3 separate regions of the Mus musculus genome follow, and all the other regions are linked to region 2. A link is a contact called in public HiChIP or PLAC-seq data. All regions are on one chromosome and are shown on one strand. The core of a region is the stretch at or near the end of the contact, and the rest is flanking DNA. Distances in the headings are between cores, read along the strand shown.

The links. HiChIP or PLAC-seq counts read pairs in DNA pulled down with a chosen protein or histone mark.
Region 1: a contact with region 2 is called in an H3K4me3 HiChIP or PLAC-seq map of embryonic forebrain, with 5 times the contacts expected there. The contact joins two enhancer-like sites. A contact is called at or near these places in 5 of 39 promoter capture datasets (cranial neural crest, frontonasal cranial neural crest, liver and 2 more), 1 of 484 Hi-C or Micro-C datasets (cerebellum) and 11 of 115 datasets of contacts at active chromatin or transcription factors (SST interneurons, astrocytes, embryonic basal ganglia and 7 more).
Region 3: a contact with region 2 is called in an H3K4me3 HiChIP or PLAC-seq map of embryonic forebrain, with 3 times the contacts expected there. The contact joins two enhancer-like sites. A contact is called at or near these places in 2 of 484 Hi-C or Micro-C datasets (nephron progenitors and neural progenitor cells) and 5 of 115 datasets of contacts at active chromatin or transcription factors (craniofacial prominence, embryonic basal ganglia, embryonic forebrain and 2 more).

What each region holds. Positions count from the first base shown.
Region 1 is chr12:12,903,362-12,906,061 of GRCm38.p6, reverse strand. No RefSeq gene overlaps it. Among named protein-coding and RNA genes, the nearest start is that of Gm40271, 4.7 kb to the left of the region's middle. Within about 2 kb of position 1,276, at least 141 of the 459 cell types and tissues checked have an H3K27ac peak or open chromatin away from gene starts, as enhancers often do. A contact at or near this core is called in SST interneurons, cerebellum, embryonic basal ganglia and 5 more, where this site is marked.
Region 2 is chr12:12,679,405-12,682,104 of GRCm38.p6, reverse strand. No RefSeq gene overlaps it. Among named protein-coding and RNA genes, the nearest start is that of Gm34637, 11 kb to the right of the region's middle. Within about 2 kb of position 1,259, at least 117 of the 459 cell types and tissues checked have an H3K27ac peak or open chromatin away from gene starts, as enhancers often do. A contact at or near this core is called in SST interneurons, cerebellum, embryonic basal ganglia and 5 more, where this site is marked.
Region 3 is chr12:12,876,431-12,879,130 of GRCm38.p6, reverse strand. No RefSeq gene overlaps it. Among named protein-coding and RNA genes, the nearest start is that of Gm40271, 32 kb to the left of the region's middle. Within about 2 kb of position 1,375, at least 43 of the 459 cell types and tissues checked have an H3K27ac peak or open chromatin away from gene starts, as enhancers often do. A contact at or near this core is called in embryonic basal ganglia, embryonic forebrain and neural progenitor cells, where this site is marked.

The DNA of each region.
Region 1 (2,700 bases), core at 27-2,526, 220 kb before region 2:
GCCCAGAAGGAAGAAGAGAAATAGGTGAAGCCAGGAAAAAATAAGTAGCCTGTTGGAAGCTTAAGATAATGCTGAAATACAGCGTCTGTCAGCCCCTGGACAGAGATGCTGAGAAGAGCAGACTGAGTTTCCAGATACCAGGCTGGAAGGGATAGTTAGGGAGATGTCTGTCTATACCTATATCGGCTGGCCTCCCCTCCCCTTTCCTCTTCCTTCTCCTCTCCTCTCCTCTTCCTTCCCCTCCCTTTTTCCTGCCTCCTCCCTTCTTTCCAACCCCCTCCCCCTTTCTTTTCTTTCTTTGCCTTCTTTTGTGCTTTTTGAGACAAGGTCTCACTTTGTAACCAACACCTGGCTTGAACTCATGGTAATCCTGTCTGTTTCCTCAGTGTTCATAAACTTCTGTATGCTCCTCTGAGTGGCAGGAGCAGGTAATATCTGGGGATCTAGGAGCTGCTGGGGCTAAGAGTTCACCAGTTCACAGAAGGGGAACTTGCCCAGAAGGTGCCCCTGTGCACTACAAGCTGATGCCCACCCACCTTCCCTGCCCGGATGCCACTGGTTACTTTTTCTTAAAGGACTTGGACGGGGGCCTTTCTCCGACTCCTCTCCAGCCCGTGGCTGAGCCAGCCAGCCTCCTCTCTGCATTGTCTTGGAGAGAGGAATCACCTGGGATTTAGGCTCATTTTTAACAATGTATCCTCATTTCCTGGGGACTAACAGCTTTGTGAGGGTCTCTCAGCAACCCGCGTCAAGGGGGAAGGGGATGGGACTCAAGATGCCTTTTGCTAATTAGAACCCCTTCAGCTCTCCTGTTACACAAGAATCCAGGGCACCACATGACCCTCTGCAAAGCTGCCTTTTTTTTTTTTAAGGTATTTTTAGCCAGAATCAAAGGGTGAGATTTTTTTTTTTTTTTCTGCTCAACTTTGCAACTGTAAGGCTGTGAACCTCATCTCACATTCTCCTTCCTTTTCTATAGATTCTACTGTCCTTACCCGGTTTCTCTATTTCTTTCTCCTTCCTGGAACTCTGCATGCGTGTGTGCGCATATGTGCACGTACGTCCATGCATGCAGGCGCACATGAGGGTGAGTGCATGAGCTCCTGTGTGTAGGTGTGAGGGCCTGGCGGGAGTGTGGCCGCGGTGCCAGGCAGCCATGCTGCATCTCTGGCTGCTCATTGTTCAGTTCCGTCTCCATGGTGACAGGAGCAGCTGCTCCATTCTGGGCCTTGGCTTGGCTGTGCAGGGCGGCCTGCCCGCCCGTCTGCCCGCCGGTCCACCCTCCCGTCCTCCTGCCCAGCCGTGGGAGCTGCCAGCTCTACGCCCTCCCGCTGCCCACAGGCCTTGCCAGGCTGGGCGCAAGAAAGCGTGTTTACTAACACCATCCACATGGCTCCTGGGGCACCGTGGCTCTGCCCAGAAGATGTCAGGCCCAGGGCACCGGGAGGTGGGCCTGGAGCCAGGCTGTCTGTAGCTGAGGGAAACCAGGCTGGCCAGCGGCTGCTGCTGCCGCCGCCGCCGCCTAGGTCTGCCAGCGCTCCCAGCCTCCAGGCAGGGTTGCAGGCACTTGTTCAGGGGCCCCAGAGAAGCCCTCTCCGAAGTCTCTTTCCCCCTTCCTGCCATGCTGTTTAATACTCTTCTCAATGTGCCCTAGTCCTAGTGTATTCCACCTGGTCATTTTACCCCTGGCAGTCTCCTCTGGTCCCCATAGTGGAATTATCCAATCTAACACCTTCACAGGCTTAAATTAGGAGCTGCCAAGTGGGAGGGACCTGAAGGATGTAGTCCTTTGAAATAACAGGCAGAGGGAGGGCAGGGTTGTGTCTACACCCCATCTGCCCTCAGAGGCCTGGGTGGGCTCTCCTGTGTGGCCCTTTTGAGCTCTGCATTCTTTCCCTCTGCTTCTCTTTCTCCTCCTTCCTTCCTTCTTCTCAGCCTCTCCTTCTCTCCCCATCAGTTTTTGTTTTTTTTTTTTTTCCGTGAAGGCCTCTGTTCTCTGTGTCTGTATGTCCATATGTACGTCTGTGATTGTGTGTGTCTCCGTTTGTGGTTTGGTGTTCTGGTGGGTGTCAGTCTCCCATCTGTGTAAATGTCACTAGTTCTGTGTGTCTCCCTCCATCTGTGTGTGTCCATGTTCCTGTGTGTATCTTTGTATGTGTGTATGTGTCAGTGTGCTTGTGTGTGTGTGTTTCTCCCTGTGTGTATATCTACTTATGTCTCCATCTGTGTCTATGCATATAAGAGAGAAAGATGGACCCCCTTTAGGAGGCTAACGACAGTCCTTCTTGGGAATGTCCCCACAGCCTCTTACTGAGGTCTAGTTCCCAGATCCTGGTATCAGAGTCTTGGAACCATAGGCTAACTTCCGTCATCCCTCCTGATGATTCTGCCAGCCTGGGACCCTTGGGGACTTCTGGGACCTGTTTGTCCCAGCAGTAGATCTGTAGCTTCCTGAGAGCCTATGACCCTCTACTGTGTGTGCACAGTGAAGCTTCATAGTACCTGACCTTGTGAAATGTTTTTCCTTAGAAATTTCAGTTGGCGCCAGGCAGTGGTGGCGCACGCCTTTTAATCCCAGCATTTGGGAGGCAGAGGCAGGCGGATTTCTGTGTTCGAGGTCAGCCTGGTCTACAGCGTGAGATCCAGGACAGCCAGGGCTACACAGAGAAACCATGAACCCTGTCTCGGAAAAAAAAAAAA
Region 2 (2,700 bases), core at 10-2,509:
AACCAGCTGTACTAATTGTTCCTTTCCCCAGGTCCAGGGGCTCTCAGTGAGTCAGCACTAGGTTGTCTTGGAGTTCCTGGCAGTGTTGTCCATGACAGCACCACCACTCTTGTCCATGCCAGTCCTCTGTTATTTCCCTGCCCCAAGTCCCCACGGCTATGTCTGCTCCACTGCCTGAGACCTGCTTTCCGAGATCCCTCACAAGACACTTGACTCCAGGGAGCACTCCTGGTACCACAGATCTGGCAAGATAACCTTCTCTGTGTTCACACAGTGCTAGTCCTCCACTGTGGCCATCCCTCATATTTATCCTGATATTGCCTCCTCCCTCAGACTGAGAACACTCTGAGGGTAGTGGATGGCCCCTGGTATCTCTATGCCCAAGCTGGACAGCTACAAAGCTGATCAGATAAGTGACTGTGCTCCAGGAACAGATAAACCCAGAAATCTTAGCGGCTCAGGACTTTAAGGTTAATTTCGCACATTCAAGTTCATTGCTGGTCTAGCATTTTCCTCTGCTGTGTCTTTTTGAGCATTAATCGCCATTGAGCACCTGGCCTCCAGTCCCAGCATCCTTCTGTCCACTCCTATTGTCCAGAAGCATCCATGTGACCTAGGCTACTCACAAGTGAGCCCTGGGTAATACGGGAGCTTCAGAAAGCTCTAGACCTATCTGAGAAGGGCTTGTGGAGGTAGGGAAGGACATCCCCACAGGCAGAGAGGAGGCTTCCTCGCAGGCTGAGTGAAATGAAGCTACATCCCTGTCACCTCAGTCAGAGACCTGAGTTCAGATGAAACTCTGCTGCTTGAAAACAAGGGGCAGGACCCTGGAAACGCCCGATTTAGCCCTGTCAGTCTCCAAGCAGCACAGTGTTCCCAGCTCTCGGAGTCCTTTGTCCTCTGTAAGCTCCCTTAGCCTGCAGAGGTGACTTCTTTATTCTCTGAGCTGCTATTTATAACTTCCAAAGCACCCCTACTCCTTTGGTTCTGTATCGAGGTTCAGAAAAAGAGCCTCTCCCCCCGGCACCCCCCGGCACCCCCCGGCACCCCCCCCCCGCACTCCCCCACCCCATTGCCAGGCCTCTCTCCCCCAGAGCAATCCCGTAAATAAAGGATGAAAGGCCCCGTAATTATTACCATTCGACAACACAGAGACTGTCAAAACCAGGAGTCCAACAAAGGCCTGTACATAAATCACAGCTGATACAATGGCTCTTAGCTGAAGGGGAGAGGGCTTAGAGTCTCAGCGCGGCTGAAAGGAGGTTTGTGTCTGGGGGAGGAGTCACGGGAGTCACGCAGCCCTGGGGAAAGAGATAGGCTGAATGTCTGAACAGAGTGCCAGCCTCATCAACGTGCTAACACACCAAAGACAGGGTAGCTATTGAACGGAACTCGAGTGAAAATCCCGGGAAAGACTCCAGATGTGGCATCTCCACAGTGCTGGTGAGGTTACACCGCATCAGCAGGTTACAGTCTAGCCTGGCAGGGTGTTGTTCCCTACAAAGATACCCTGGCTTGCAGCTCTGCCAGTCAAGAGCCGCCTACAGCCGGGGTGTAGACCAGGGTTTGTGGAGTCAGCAAGGGCTCTCTGGGTTTGAAGAGAGATCAAGTGGGCTGGGCTGCCGGCTAGCTTCCACAGTGTGTGTATGTGTGAGTGGGGGCGTGTGCGTGTGTATGTGTGCTTGCCTATGCCTGTGCTTGGAGGTGAGGTTGCAGGCATTTTCTGATAGGCAGAAAGGAGGATACACTCCTTGGTGACAAATGCTATTGCTGAGCCAAGCCGGATCTCTTCAGTACTTGTCTGTGCAACGGAGATTTCTTGATAACATTGAGAAGCGTTGTCTTCTGGGTCAGAGTTTACGTCTTTGGGCACAATTATTGCTTTTGAGTTAGCCATTCGGTGGTCCCTTAAGAACTCAGTCGAGGGGCTTGGGAGATAGCTCATCAATAAGCGCTTACCTTGGGAGCACAAGGACATGATTCCCAGAACTCACATTAAAAACAAGCTGGGTGTGGTTGTGCACACTTGGAATCTCAGTGTTAGGGAGGAGGCAGGTGGGTTTCTGGGACTTCTTAGCCCACCCCCTCAGCAAGTTGCAGAATGCTAAACTATCTGCCATTTAAAAAAAATGTAGAGAGCACCTGAAGATTGCCCTTTAACCTCCAGCTCCATTTGCATATATACGCATAAACAGGTATGTACACAAGTGTGCCTGAATCCACATGAACATGCGCATACATACATGCAAATGCACACGGAATTCAGTGGCTTTAACAGATTGCTGGTGACTGTTCTTATGCATCATGTACTGCTTGGTATTTATGAATTTCAGATGGATTTCTTTATCTGAAGAAATTGTCCTTAACATATAAACAAAGGGAAGGAGTTAGATACAGGTCCAGAAGCCATATCGTGCATGACCAGTGTAGACAGACACCTACTGGAGGTGTGCTGAGAAGCACTGACTTTGGAGACCACTCATATGATGCTCCTGGATTGACGACACTGGGTGCCATTGACTCTTTCAGAGCTTCAACAGTGTTGGATTGTTAATAGGACTGTAAGGATGAAAAAAGAATCCTGGGGCCAATAAAATGGCTCAGAAGATAAAGGTGCTTGCCACACTTGCTTGATGACCCAAGTTCCATTCCTGGGACCCATATAAGGGTGGAAGGAGGCACACATTCGTTGTGTGTGTG
Region 3 (2,700 bases), core at 126-2,625, 200 kb before region 2:
AGGGGCAAGAACTCTGGTAAGAAAAGGCACATTGTCTCTAATTATCCTCCCTATCTCTTTAGCATGGCTTCAGGTGAAGCCGCCTTCCTAAGGGATGTCCTTTGGCTAGGTCAAATGGATTAGCTCTTTCCCAACTAGACAATGGTCTGTGTCCATCCAGGGGCGAATGCCGTTCTATTGACCAGGAGACAACAGCTTTCCCTTAATGAACCTTCATTGCTTTTTCTGCCCTTCCCCTTTCCCCTTCCCTTCCCCCTTTCTTTCCCCTTCCCTCTCCCTTCCCTTCCCCTCCCCTCCCCTTCCCTCCCCCTTCCCTTCCTCTTCCCCTTTCCTTCCCCTCCCCTTCCCTTTCTCTTTCCCTTTCCTTCCCCTTCCCTCCCCCTTCCCTTCCTCTTCCCCTTTCCTTCCCCTCCCCTTCCCTTCCTCTTCCCCTTTCCTTCCCCTCCCCTTCCCTTCCTCTTCCCCTTTCATCCCCCTCCCCCTTCCCTCCCCCTTCCCTTCCTCTTCCCCCCTTCCCTTCCCCTCCCCTTCCCTTCCTCTTCCCCTTTCATCCCCCTTCCCCTGACCTTCCCCTTCCCTTCCTTTCCCATTCCTTTTCCTTTCCCCTTCCTATTCTTTCTGCCTTTTTTTTCTTTCTTTTTTATTCTTGGCTTTCTGAGACAGTGTTTTCCTATGTTGCACTGGCTATCCTGGTACTTGTTCTGAAGACCAGGCTGCCCTTGACTCAGAGATCCACCTGCCTCTGCCTCCTGAGTGCTGGGAGTAAAGGCGTGGGCCGCCCCTCCTGGCTCCTTCAATGCTACTTTAACACCTACATGAGCATACTCCAGCTGTGGCACTGTGGTTTTCTAGCAGCTTGCATATGCCTGTGGTGGAAGGGTCAGGAGGATCTGGGCTCTGTGGGCCTACAGGAAGGGAGGGGCTCCATGTGCCTTACTGTATTGGTCAGAGTCTCCAGGAATGAAATCAAGACCTTGGTGGCACTCTGTTGCCAACTCCCTATGAACTGATTTTGAATGTCAATAGTTCATTTTTCAGATCTTTTTTCTTTCTCTTAATAAAGTACTCACACCATGCCTGTCCTTTGAGGAGCTCCTTCTTAGGCCACTGGTGGCAGGACACTTAGTAAGCACTCAATAAATATTTGTGGAGCACATAAATGGGTGGTAATCTAGCACTAATCCTCTCTCTCGAGCCCCCCACCCCCAGGAAGAAATAAAAGATGTCCATTTGTGGCTCAGCCACAATCAGGCAAACTTCCATATTGCTGCCAAGTCCTGCCATCTGCCACCTCTGAGGTGCAGGTGCTGGGCAGCCTCGGCGCCCACAAAGCCCAGCCATGGGCACAAAGGCTCGATGTGCTCTGGTAATTGCTGAGGCCCAGCCTGCCAGGCCAGCCAGGCTGATGCAAGTTTGCCGGGTCTCTGAGATTTGCATACAGATGGCCAGTCTCAGTGCAGGAAACATTGCTGCCCCAGCCACTGCTCTGCTTTGGGTAGATCAGCCTGCAGTCCCCCTTTTAGAAGTGCGGACTGCTTTGACTACAGACCAGTCCAAAGAGGCCTCATTCTGCAGGTCCTGAATAGTCAGTTATTCACTGGGTTTTCTTTGAAATTTGAAGAAAGAAAGAAACACGCAAGAGCAAGACAGAATGATAGGGATATGTAGGGACAGACCGACTGACAGACAGACAAGGAGATTCGCTGCTGCGGTTTTGAGTTAGCATCTGTAGCCCAGGCTGGCCTGGAATGTGCTATATAGCCCAGATTTCCCAGGAACCCAGCAATCCTCTTGCCTCAGCCTCCTAATGTTGGGATTTCAAGAGTCAGCCTCCTGTCTTGTATAAGACAGAGAAATGGAGAAAATGTAAGAGAAGGGAGCGGGGCACACTTAAATGAAATAAAAACCAAAAACAATTTTTTTTTAAAAAGTGAAGAAAGAAATCTAGAAGGGATTTCCCTCTTTCCAGATGCTATGAAGTGTTGGGAAGGGAGCCAAGGGTTCGGACTCTGAGCTAGCCTCTAACCAGAAATTAGAGGATGAACACTTCTATTCTGGGACACAGCCTGAGAGGTGAGGGCCATGGTGACCTTCTTTTTTTACACTGAAGATCTTTCAGTGTCTGAAATGAGCAGGCATCTTGAAAACAGAGACAAATGAATCCCACTATCATAAAAAGGTATATAGACGCCTGAGATGAAATCACTCCCCCTACCCCCCATTGCATACTAGAACCCGGAACCTATCCCTGGGATGCTGGTTTTGCTTTTTATTTTATTTTATTTTATTTTATTTTATTTTATTTTATTTTATTTTTTTGCCTCTGTCTCCCTGGGTTTGGAGACAGCTTCTCACTGCCCACTGGGTGAGTGAGAGGCCAGGCCTAGGCCTCTGCCAGGGCTCTGGGCATCTGAAACCCAGGACACGGACATGGGACAGGGCAGGTGCTGCTACCTCCCAGTTCAGCCCAGCTCTGTTTAGCAAGCATCAAGTCTGAGTCGTCACTCCATGTTTCCTGATCTCCCTGGCCCTCAGCCCTCCTGTCAGCTCTCCTGCCACCGACTTCAGTGAATGACCCACTCGGCTAGGGGAAAGAAAGGCCTTATTGAAGGAGTGTGGCCTCCCTTGTCCAAACTAAATGAAAGGGAAATAGAATAGCAACAGGATGGCAATCTCTCCCATTCCCAACTGCACATGGAG